3 separate regions of the Columba livia genome follow, and regions 2 and 3 are each linked to region 1. A link is a contact called in public Hi-C data. All regions are on one chromosome and are shown on one strand. Each heading gives the region's core, a stretch centred on a gene start, on an enhancer-like site or on the middle of the called end of the contact. The rest is flanking DNA. Distances are from core to core; before and after follow the strand shown. Region 1 overlaps NCOA2 (nuclear receptor coactivator 2). Region 2 holds the start of NCOA2 (nuclear receptor coactivator 2). Region 3 overlaps NCOA2 (nuclear receptor coactivator 2).

Region 1 (3,346 bases), core at 465-2,964:
TTGCCTGGGAATCCAAGTGATGGGAAAAGAGACTTTAAACAAATGTCCCAAGTGTGGGAAAAGCTTCATTCAAAGCTTTCACCTTTCTAGACACCAAAGTCGTCCAACCAGGAGGGGAAAATCTGTGGGTGATGAGGCTTAATTAATTCGGTTGTTCCTGGGAGGGACTACTTGTTCCATAGATATTTTAATAACAATAATAATAGTGATGTCAATAGCATAAATAACTTCCATGCAATATATTTTTGCATATTTAATTTTTAAGGTAAATATGTAAGAATATTATTATGACAATCCTAATTTTCAGGGGCAATTTTTGTTTTCACTGTGAGCATTCATTTAATTTCCCTATTAGGACAAGCTGGGTAGTTGTTTCCCCCTACTTTTAAAACCACAGGTACTATAAATGCTTTGCAGCCCTGATTTGCATGTGGTTCTGGATTGCAACTAGCCAGAAATGCTGGAGCATTTTTCAGGGGGAATTCATAGCAGTATGATTGTGCTCCAAGGGAGTTAACTGGGAAGAACAAGGTTGGTACAGTATGCTTACTGAATATGGAAATAATAATAATTATTAAGCTAACCAACAAGAAATGTATTCTTAATAAAATGTGTGGGTTTTTTCAGTATAATCATGTGACTGTATAATACAAAAATTGCTTTGAGAGTGGGTCAAAGATTACACATAGCAGAGACTTGTGTGATTGGTTATGAACAAGCGAAAATAGGGTAAACTTTTGACCCGGCAGCAGCAAATGGAACTGTGTAAAGCACCTACAGATGGCAGGATTTAAACATATAGTCGGTCTCTCACCCTTTCACAGCAATTACGATCATATTACACCAGGCACAGAGGGGAAGGTGCTCCGTAACTGTGATACAGTGCGTCTTTGAAAGTTTTGAATATGCAGTTGCGTGTTTTGTTTTTGTAGGACCATCAATTAGCTCAGCCAGAAGAATTCCACTTTTGTTGCTTGTGTTTGACTCGACGAGTTCCTGACCAGCGTGCCAAGTCCATTTGGAACAAAAAAATCATTTGAACAGTCTGAATAATGTTGATAATTCAGACTGCAGCGGATTTATTGCTAAGCTTGAAAGACTCGGTGGAAGTTTTATGCTGTTGCGCTGCTGATGTGGGGTTGAAGGGACGAGGAGAATGTGGCCGCAGAGAGAGGTTTGGGAAACAACACCCTCAAACTAGCTTCTTGCGTCCTTGTGTAGATCTTCCTGTTTGAGTTGTAAGTTTGCAAAGCTTGAACAGCAAAAAGACCAGATGATGGACTGTGTTTATTTGACAATATTGTGGCTTTTAGACAATTCAGGGGCTTTCAGGTTTTTTTGTACCTATGAAATACTTCACAAATTAGAAAAAGTGAGTCTTGTGAATTAGAGATGAAATGCTTTCCCTTGAACTTGTTAGTTAACAAAATCAGAAGCCCAGTTGCACTTTTGGCACAGAGTGATGGTTCTGAAGTCGTCCAAGCGTATTTCGTGTAATTCACTGCCTTTTGGGGAACTGATTGAAGCAGGAGTTGAGGGACAGGGTTTTTGTGTGTCTGTCCACGCATGTGTGTGGACTTCTCCCAGGTTTGGTTTTATTTATCACACTTTGACGTATCAGCATTTGGGGAAAAATGTCTGAATTATAGAAGGCATGCTTCCTTCTAGTTGTGATCCAGCCACTATCTTCTCCCTTTCTGTCTCTCTGCTTTGCCTTCTGGCCTGTAATCTGATGCGTGTGCCAGATGTGGGGAGGTGGAGCAGAAGCAATCCAAGCTTTTAGACTATTTCATGGAGGGGGTTATTTTATTATATCTGTGGTTCACAAAAATTTTCCTTTGGTTTTCCAGAATGACTTCTATGGAGAGTAGAAATTGCAAGCATATGGTAATAAGCTAAATAAGATACTGAAAAATGCTTTTTGGAGGAAGAGAGAGTTTTCAAATATGGATTAAGAAAAGGATTTTTTTTTTTTCTTTTAAAATCATGCTGAAGCTTGCACTGTACTTGGGCTGCTGGGTTTAATTCCCTTTTTTTGGAGACAAATTGTATTCATTTTAGCCATGCCTGTACCTGCAGCAAAGAGCTGCTGCTGGAAGCTTTAAGGCACTTAAGCAACTCAGTGATTGCTACCTCATGAGTTTGATCCAGTCACATAAGATTTTTAAACTTTCATGGTTGTTAAATACAGTAAAACGAAAACTACCTTTCTCAAATGCCAGACAGCACACACTATTGTAGATTAATGCCTTCTACCGTTTTCTAACCCCTATCCCACCAAAAAAAGAACCATCAGCAAAACAAGCCTTAGGTTGTTTATGAATACCACCCATGCATTCCCCTCTTTTACTGATGAGCAGCCTCAGATATCCAGGTTTGAGCCACAGTCAAAATTTGCCTGGACTCCTTGAAGCCCCAGATCTTCCTTGGAGGCTTCTGAGCCCCCCGAGTGCTGCCCCTCGCTCCCAGCAGTGGCCAGAGATAGGGGTTTGGCAGAGTGACCCACAGACCTCCTTAAAACATCGTGGGGTAACCTCGGTCTAAAGGTGTAATAGCAGCATGGTTCCTCAATGTGAGGTGGTTGTGTCTGTTGTGTTAACGGCTTTAATGAATTAGTGCTGTCTGATGGCAGCTGTTCCGCCTGAAAACGGGGGCAGTTATTGCCAGCTTTCTGCCTCCTAAGTACCAGCTTCACATAGGTGTTCTGGGTTTGTTGTATTATACTTGGGAGTTGCAAAAACCAAGAGCAACTCAGTAAAGAAAAAATGTTCTTAATATATGGAGTAGAAAGGAAAACTAATTAAAGAGATGGGTTTCGTACTTCAGAAAGGAAGCGATTTTATCTAGTTATGTTCTTTCATGTTCTTTTTGAAGTATAAAAAGGTATTGAAATGTTGTTACTGAAATGTTGTTATTGAAACATTATTTGAAATATTATGGGATTATTCCTGTAGTTTCACTGATTAAAATAGAAACCTAATTGAAGGATGTGTACCTTTCATAGGTATTTTGCAAATAATAGCCTAACTAGTTTTGTAATCCTGTAACTGAAATATCTCCAACAATTACTTCTACTTAATAAATATGCTATGTGCTTCTATAAAACGTAAAACATGTTAACACATTGACCAAAAAGAGGGTTATATTAAGTGTTTAATATACTATATACTGTCTGTGTAGTATTTACCAGTGGCACATGCTTTACGGTGCCTGCATTTTCTTCTTTGAGGTTCTGATCATTATTTCTTGCCGTGGTATAACAGAGCTGCTTATAATTCCTAATCATTGCTGGAAATAAAATAGTTAAAATTACTCTCCTAGTATCACTCAAAGCTAAGTACGAAGG
Region 2 (3,346 bases), core at 458-2,957, 82 kb before region 1:
GTACCTGTGCAATGGAATGGCTTATGGTCATAGAATTAAAAACATTCTTCTTCCATTCTTCCCTTCTTTCCTTTCCTTCTTTTATTCCAGCAGACCACTGTTTCATTTAGCATAGGAGAACCAATGAATCACGACTGTGAGGTAAATGAGATTATTGCCTGAATAACTGCTAGTTTATTTGCTACAGAGATTTGCACAGATATAACAAATGAGGCCAGAGGAAAAGCTCTCTCTCTCCAGAACTCTTTGCCCCAGGTTTTTTTCTCATACAAGCAACCCTTATTTGCCATGTCATTTCAAAGTAATATTCTGAATTCTCTGCGCTCCAGACAGAATTAACCTTCAATAACTTTGCTGCCTGCCTGTGTATAGGCAGGGTAGAAGAGCTTCATGAAGACAGAGTAATTTCTCTGCCAATTATGGCTGATGTGGAGGAACATTCAGAAAGGTTGTCCTCTCCAGCTGCTGCAGCCCAGTGCTGGAACATGCTCTTCTGGACATGATGCCAAAAGTACTCCCCCTAAAACAGTCACATTTAAAGTAGGTAGGATCTCTGGTTAATTTAGCAGCAAAGCTCTAACTGAGCATATGCAAACTACAATCCCTCCACCCCCATTTCCTAATGGAACTCAATTCAAATACATTTCCAGTGATCATCCCTCCCATACTCGAGTTCTTTCTCAAGAAGAGGAAAATATTAGAAGTTTTCAGCAATTTGGTTGCAAAGACTTTTTTTCAAATGGGAGATGAGGGTAGGAAAGACAGTTCTATTTTAATTTGTTTGGAGAAACAATTGAACTATTTTTGCCCAATGAAAGAAAAAAGCTTAAAATAAATGAGTCAAACACAAGTGTGGGAAATTGTATGCAGCTCAGTAGGACAAAATATAACCATCTGAAAAATAAGAGTTATGATCGAGAAAGTATTGGACAAGCCTAATTGCAAGCAGAGTTAGACATATCACCAGTATCAGTGTATAATCTGTGGATAGCTGCAGAAAAACTTGAGGCTGCACACCCATGTAAGAAAATGTAAAAAATAACAATTGTTACCATGTGTAGAGTACAGCTCGCCATTATCGACACACACAAAAATGTAAAGCTTTTCTTTTAAGATAGGATTTCTGCAGCGTGGAACGCTTCTTGAACTAAAGGGCAATGTTTAACAAACATCCTCCAGCCCTTAATAATTTTTAACTCACATATGCACTCCTCCAACCTCGAAAAAGCCTTTATCTTCATCCCCCAGTTCCTGGGAGCGAGATACAGTTGATGCTGTGTATTTGTGACACGATTTCCAGCACGTGTGTGTTTTCCTTAATTTTTTCTTTTCTATTTTTGTTTTTCCAGGGGCAAAAAAAGGAAATAAGAACGTCCCCGCTGCCCCCTGGCTTTTGTGAATATGACCCACTGAACGCCCTATTAAGGCTGATTGCTCCAGTCTCGCTTGCGAGCGAGGTTCCTCCGAGAGCGGACCGCAAAGGGCCACATTTAAAGTCTGGCCCTCCGAGGGCGAAGGACTTTTTTCATTTTTCCCTTCCCCTTTCTCTCCCGTTCGGGTACCGGGGAGGAGGCTCCCGGGATCGCTGCGCAGCGCTGCGAGCCAGCGGGGCGGCTGCCATTGTCCCTGCGGGCGGGGAGCGGGGCAGCCCCGCGCTCCGCCGAGCGGCATCGGCGACGGGCGGCGGCGGCCCCGGCCGCGCCGCGGTGCCGCCCGCCCAGCACAGCACGGCACGGCCCGGCCTCCCCCAGCGCGGGGCCCGGCCGCTGCCGTCGTGCCCGGGGGCAGGGGGGAGTGACTTGTGCCTCCCCCCGCCTCCTCCCCGTCCAGCCCTCCTCTGGGTAGAAGGGGAGGAGGGCGAGTTGTGGGAGGGTCTCCATTGAAATAAACAAGCAGGCAGTTATTAAAACGGGAACATGGCGGCCGCAGCCCCAGCTTCAGCTTCATCTTACAAAGCGAAGGTCAGCGCTGGCGGCAGCAGCGGGAGACGGTACTGACCCCGGTAACGGCTCCCGCACGCCCCCTCGGCCCCGGCGGGGTTGGGGGTGTGCCCGAGCCCCCCGCGCCTCCACGGCCGCCTTGTGTAATGCCGGGGGGACGCCCGGGGCCGCGCCGGTGCGCGGAGGGGCGGCGTTGGCGGGCGGCACCGCGGCCGCGGTGAGGCGGCTTCCCCTGCGCCGGCGGCGGGGGGGAGTGGGGCAGGAGCCGCGGCCCCCTCCGTGGGGAACCGGGGGTAGGGGTTCGCGGGGATGCCCCTCGTCGGGGCATAGTGCTCGCACCTCGGGGGCCCGGCGGGGGCGGATGGGGGGGGCACAGGCTTACTTCGTCGGGACGTCCCCCATTTCGGCTGAGCGGGGGAGGGAGGGATACGGCACCCCACCCTGTGGAGGGGGCTGGTTTCCTGCTCCCAGGCCAGGCGGAGGTCGGGTGCCGCCTCTCCGCGCCCCTGGCTTGGGGCAGTAGAGGGAGAAAGTGCGAGGAGCCGGGGAGGCGACGGGTGCTGCGGCTGATGCGGGGGGGCAGGGAACTGCCCTGCCTGTGCTGAGAGGATGGGGCAGCTGGGGTACGGAACACAATTTTGAAGGGATTGGTTAGGACATTCCCCCCCTCTCTTTCCCAAGCACACACCGATGGGGAAACTTGGAGGGAGGGTCTCTTCCCGGTGACAAAAGGGGTGATTTGGGGAACAGGGCGGTGTTCACCCATTCCCCGTGTGACAACGACTTGGCGGGCAAGGGTGCGGGCCGCTTCGTTTTCCCTCAACGGGGCCGAGCTGGCCGTCCCGTTCCCCGCGCCGGGCAGGAGCCGCGCTGCCCGGTGCCCTCTTCCCTTTCGCCGAGGCGCCCCGCCGTTGCTCCGCGCCCGCAGGAGACGCGCGGGGCTGGAGGGGCCAAAGCGGGCAACTTCTGTAACTTTCTGCGCGGGGGTTGCGTCTGTGTGTGTGCGCAGCGCAGCGCCGGGCCGGGCTGTGCCGCGGGGGCGGGCGGCGGGGCGCCGCAGCCGCGCAGCCAGGCCGCGACCGCACAGCTGCGTGCGAGCGCAGCCCGGGGCGCCCGGCCGCCGCCTCCCCGCGGCCCGGGGAGGGGTGGGGGCCCGGCCGCCGCAGTGCCGTGTGTCTGCGTGTGTGTGCGCGGGGCGGGGAGCAGCAGCAGGAGGAGGAGGGGATGGCAGCCGGCTGGGCGCGGGTCCGGGGTCCCTGGGCGGCTGCTGCTAGCGGGGCGGGCGGCGCCGCTCGCTCTCGCTTCCCTGCCGGGGGCGGCGGCCGCAAGGCTGCGCATAAGGTGGCGGCGGCTGCAGGCCGGCAGCTCCGCAACCGCCTCCGCCGGGAGTGGGCCCCCACGCGTGT
Region 3 (3,346 bases), core at 381-2,880, 72 kb after region 1:
TCTTAGTTCAGATCCTATATACTGAAGTAAATACTGGATTGAAGGCAGAGATCCTTCAGTCCTCCGTATTTGATACTGGGCAAAAACATAGAATTTGGTAATCACAAAAAAAAATTGTGTCTGAGTAGATCAAAACCGTGGCTTTCAGATAGTTTACTCCCCAAGAATTAAATTCCTCTGGAATTTAGCTGTTTAGTCCAGGTAGTCCTATGAGCTCCTTTTATCGTTGATGGAAAAATAGAAAAATACTCCTTTAATGTGTGCCCAAATTGGGAAGGTAAGCTGCTCCTTAGTGATGTTCTCATTGACTAGTGGTAGCCTGGATGGCTAGTTTAGACTAGGTGCCTTTTTCATGACTAAAGATAGCTAAGTTGCATCTCACCCTAAATGTAAACAAATAACTTATAAATATGACTTTAAAGAGACTTCAGTGTATATGAGCATTGCCAGCCTCAAGCATTAGAAAATCAGGTCCCCAGTACTATGAACTTTGTAAAGTGAATATTCATTTTTTATTTTTAGGCTTCATGTTTCTGAGGTCAGGGGAGGGGTTTGAGGGGTTTGGAATATAAACTGTGGATGTGTTGCCTTTTCTTAAAATTTGAAGACAGAGATTGTCTCCCAGGAGAGAGGGAACTGGAGGTACAGGAAGGTCCAGGAGTTGGGGCTGTTCAGAAAACCACGAAGCAGTGCAGGAGTCACGTTGAAGTGGTGAGGGCTGAAATGCTGAACCTTTCTCAGCACCGAGGTGAGGAGAAGCCAGTCCTGCAGCTGGATGGAAGGCTGCTGGATAATGACAGAAGGGCTTTTCTTGCTCCCGCTGGTTGTAAATAGAGTTTTAAAACCTACTTAAAATGCCGTGAAACCTGGAGCTGAATAAACAGAAGTCCAGTGTGGAGTAGGAGAGGAAATAGCGGGGAATATAAAATAGTGTAACCATTTAGCTAGCTGAAGGCCAGGCCTTTAAACAAATAACCACTTTACCCCAATTATAAAAATCACTGAAAATATTTAGCATCAGAAACTCTTCAGCTTTGGAAGATGGTCTCCCACAGGAAGTGCTCATTGCCTAAATTTAGATCAAAGCTGGAACTATTTAGTACAAGACCAGAACACAGATTCTTGTGCTAAATTCTTCCATCCCCCTGCATACTTCCCCCCCTCTTCTTCCTCCCATATGTAAAAATTAGCCGTGTGCTTGTGTTACCTGTTTTGCAGGTTTATTTAAAACAACTTATCCCTGGGGAATGTTGTATTTTTAAGTAGTCACCGGAATGTGCAGTTTCTCTGGAAAGTGTAGCAGAGCAGCGATGTGGTGGCCTCTGCAATGGATATCGGGGAGCTGGGAGGCAGCAGAGCCATTGCGTTTGCTCCTTTTACTTTTGGTGTGACTTTCTGAGCAGGAAATGCTTTGAAGTGCACCACTGCACTAAAAATAGCGGTCTTCTAGGTAGAGTGTTTAAACATACACTTCTGCAGAGAGCAGCAACTGACAGGAAGCCTTTCGCAAATGGCAGAGAATATTTCCAGCGCTGCCGTACCTTTTTCCCTTCCTTGGTGGGATGATGGTTATCAAGCTCTATTAGGCTGATTGCTGTTCCAGTTAAGGCAGCTGTGGGGGAGACGATGAAAGAGGGACCTGCTGGGGAGGCTCAGCAGGGCTTTTCCTACAGCACCAACAGTAGTAGGACTTGCTATTAAGCGCCGTGAGGGTTCATGCTGTTCTCCACTGTTAGAAGGGGAAGGCAGTGGAAACATGAGTCCTGATTAGCTACAGGTGTGTTTCATAGGGTGTCCCTCTGCAGTAAAACTGCCTTCCTCCACTCTCCTTGTCCCTTGTGGGGCTGTGCGGTGGGACTTCATTCTGCACATTCCTTCCCTGTTCACTGCTGCTTGTGCTGTCTCGCAAAAAAAATACCTCTTGTTGTGCTCCTGGCTGCAGCCAGCACACGCTGCTGCTGGTGAGGAGCACCCCATGTGGTGGTCAGCAGCTGGTCAGATCTGCCCAGGATGGGCTAACAGCTTGAGGGGAGGAGAGTGAAACTATAGGGTTATGTCAGAGAAACGTCATGCACTGAACAGTGTTGGGTTTTGCCTTGCTAAAGAAACATTCTGTTGAGCCCTATTGTTTTGCACTGCAAAACTCTTCTGTAAAATTTGGTATGGATTCTTATATTCATATAACAGATGAAGAAACCAAGACATAGAATTTTGAAATAGCTTGCTCTCTGAGAAAATGCTTGGCATAATGTAGAATAAAATACTTACCTCTGTAAGTGTACTTTCCTCTTTTTTAGCCAGTAGACAATATAGACAACCCGTTTGTCTGACAGGCAGAAGACTTTGCTATGGGACTTTGCTATGCCACAGTCTCTCCCAGTATTGTTCCAGAAATCATCTGAAGTGTTTTGTCCTAAAACTTAGAAACCATTTTGGTGTTCCTCACACACTTCATCAACTCTGCTCTCTTCTTGATTTATGTGGAAACCAGTATCTTCCCAATACTGAAATATTTTTCTGTACTCATGCCTCTCATCTTCCAAAAATCTATTTCTTGATGTCCAGAACCATTAAATTAATCAAAGACATTGGTTTCTTCTTGATCAAAACCTTAGAATAAGGATTCCATTTTCTGAGTGTCTTTCAATTAGGGTTCTGTTTCCAGAAGTTAGTAGTAGATTAGCCTGATAATATAATGGGATTTCTAGCCAATTGTTTGTTTGATGCAGTTACCAAGGAGAAAAAGATGGCATTGATTCCACTTCTGATTTATTTTTTCCTTCTTTTTTTTTTTTTTTTTTTTTAATAATCCTTTAATTTATGGCCACTTTAGAGCAGGGATTTGGTTTTGTTTACCTTGTATGACCAAATGTTCTGCCCAGGCTACAGGGGTAGCTAATGAGCTAACTTGGAGTTTATATAAGGTAGGTATAGTTTCAAGTTGTGTCCCCACCAAATGACATCCTGTTATAAGGAAAAAGCCTCAGATGCCTTTAACACATGTGATCATAAAGGAAATGTAGATTTCTATGAAATTTGGAATACAAGGTCTCAGTGCAAGCTGTGGGCATTGCCAGTGCTGGAAGAGAGATCTCCGGAGAGTTTAGGATCTTAATCAGTCCTTTGCAATCCATGGGAGATGGACTTGACATAGCAATTTTTGTAAACCAGACTTCATGTTGAGGTGTAACTGCCTTTCAGTAACCAGTTAACACTTTTATCTATGCTTCCCTACATGATGGTGATAAGTATTTCAAAAGCATGTTAGTTTTTCAAATGCAAAAATATTTCTAAGCACAATTTGTCTTATGTTTTCTGGTGCTTAGTGTCCCATTTATACGGAGAT

What was found. Hi-C and Micro-C count contacts between places; a contact is called where the count stands out from the background.
Region 2: a contact with region 1 is called in a Hi-C map of liver, with 2.0 times the contacts expected there. The contact joins the promoter of NCOA2 here to the enhancer-like site in region 1. A contact is called at or near these places in 2 of 2 Hi-C or Micro-C datasets (crop and liver).
Region 3: a contact with region 1 is called in a Hi-C map of crop, with 1.6 times the contacts expected there. The contact joins two enhancer-like sites. A contact is called at or near these places in 2 of 2 Hi-C or Micro-C datasets (crop and liver).

Annotation. Positions count from the first base shown.
Region 1 is chr2:127,822,164-127,825,509 of bColLiv1.pat.W.v2, reverse strand. The region is part of intron 3 of NCOA2 (nuclear receptor coactivator 2); the gene reads left to right. Among named protein-coding and RNA genes, the nearest start is that of NCOA2, 82 kb to the left of the region's middle. Within about 2 kb of position 1,714, at least 3 of the 3 cell types and tissues checked have an H3K27ac peak away from gene starts, as active enhancers do.
Region 2 is chr2:127,903,898-127,907,243 of bColLiv1.pat.W.v2, reverse strand. It overlaps NCOA2 (nuclear receptor coactivator 2), which reads left to right and starts at 1,707. Exons shown (of 25, transcript XM_065053753.1): 1 at 1,707-1,961.
Region 3 is chr2:127,750,500-127,753,845 of bColLiv1.pat.W.v2, reverse strand. All of the region lies in intron 13 of NCOA2 (nuclear receptor coactivator 2), which reads left to right. Among named protein-coding and RNA genes, the nearest start is that of PRDM14, 45 kb to the right of the region's middle. Within about 2 kb of position 1,630, at least 2 of the 3 cell types and tissues checked have an H3K27ac peak away from gene starts, as active enhancers do.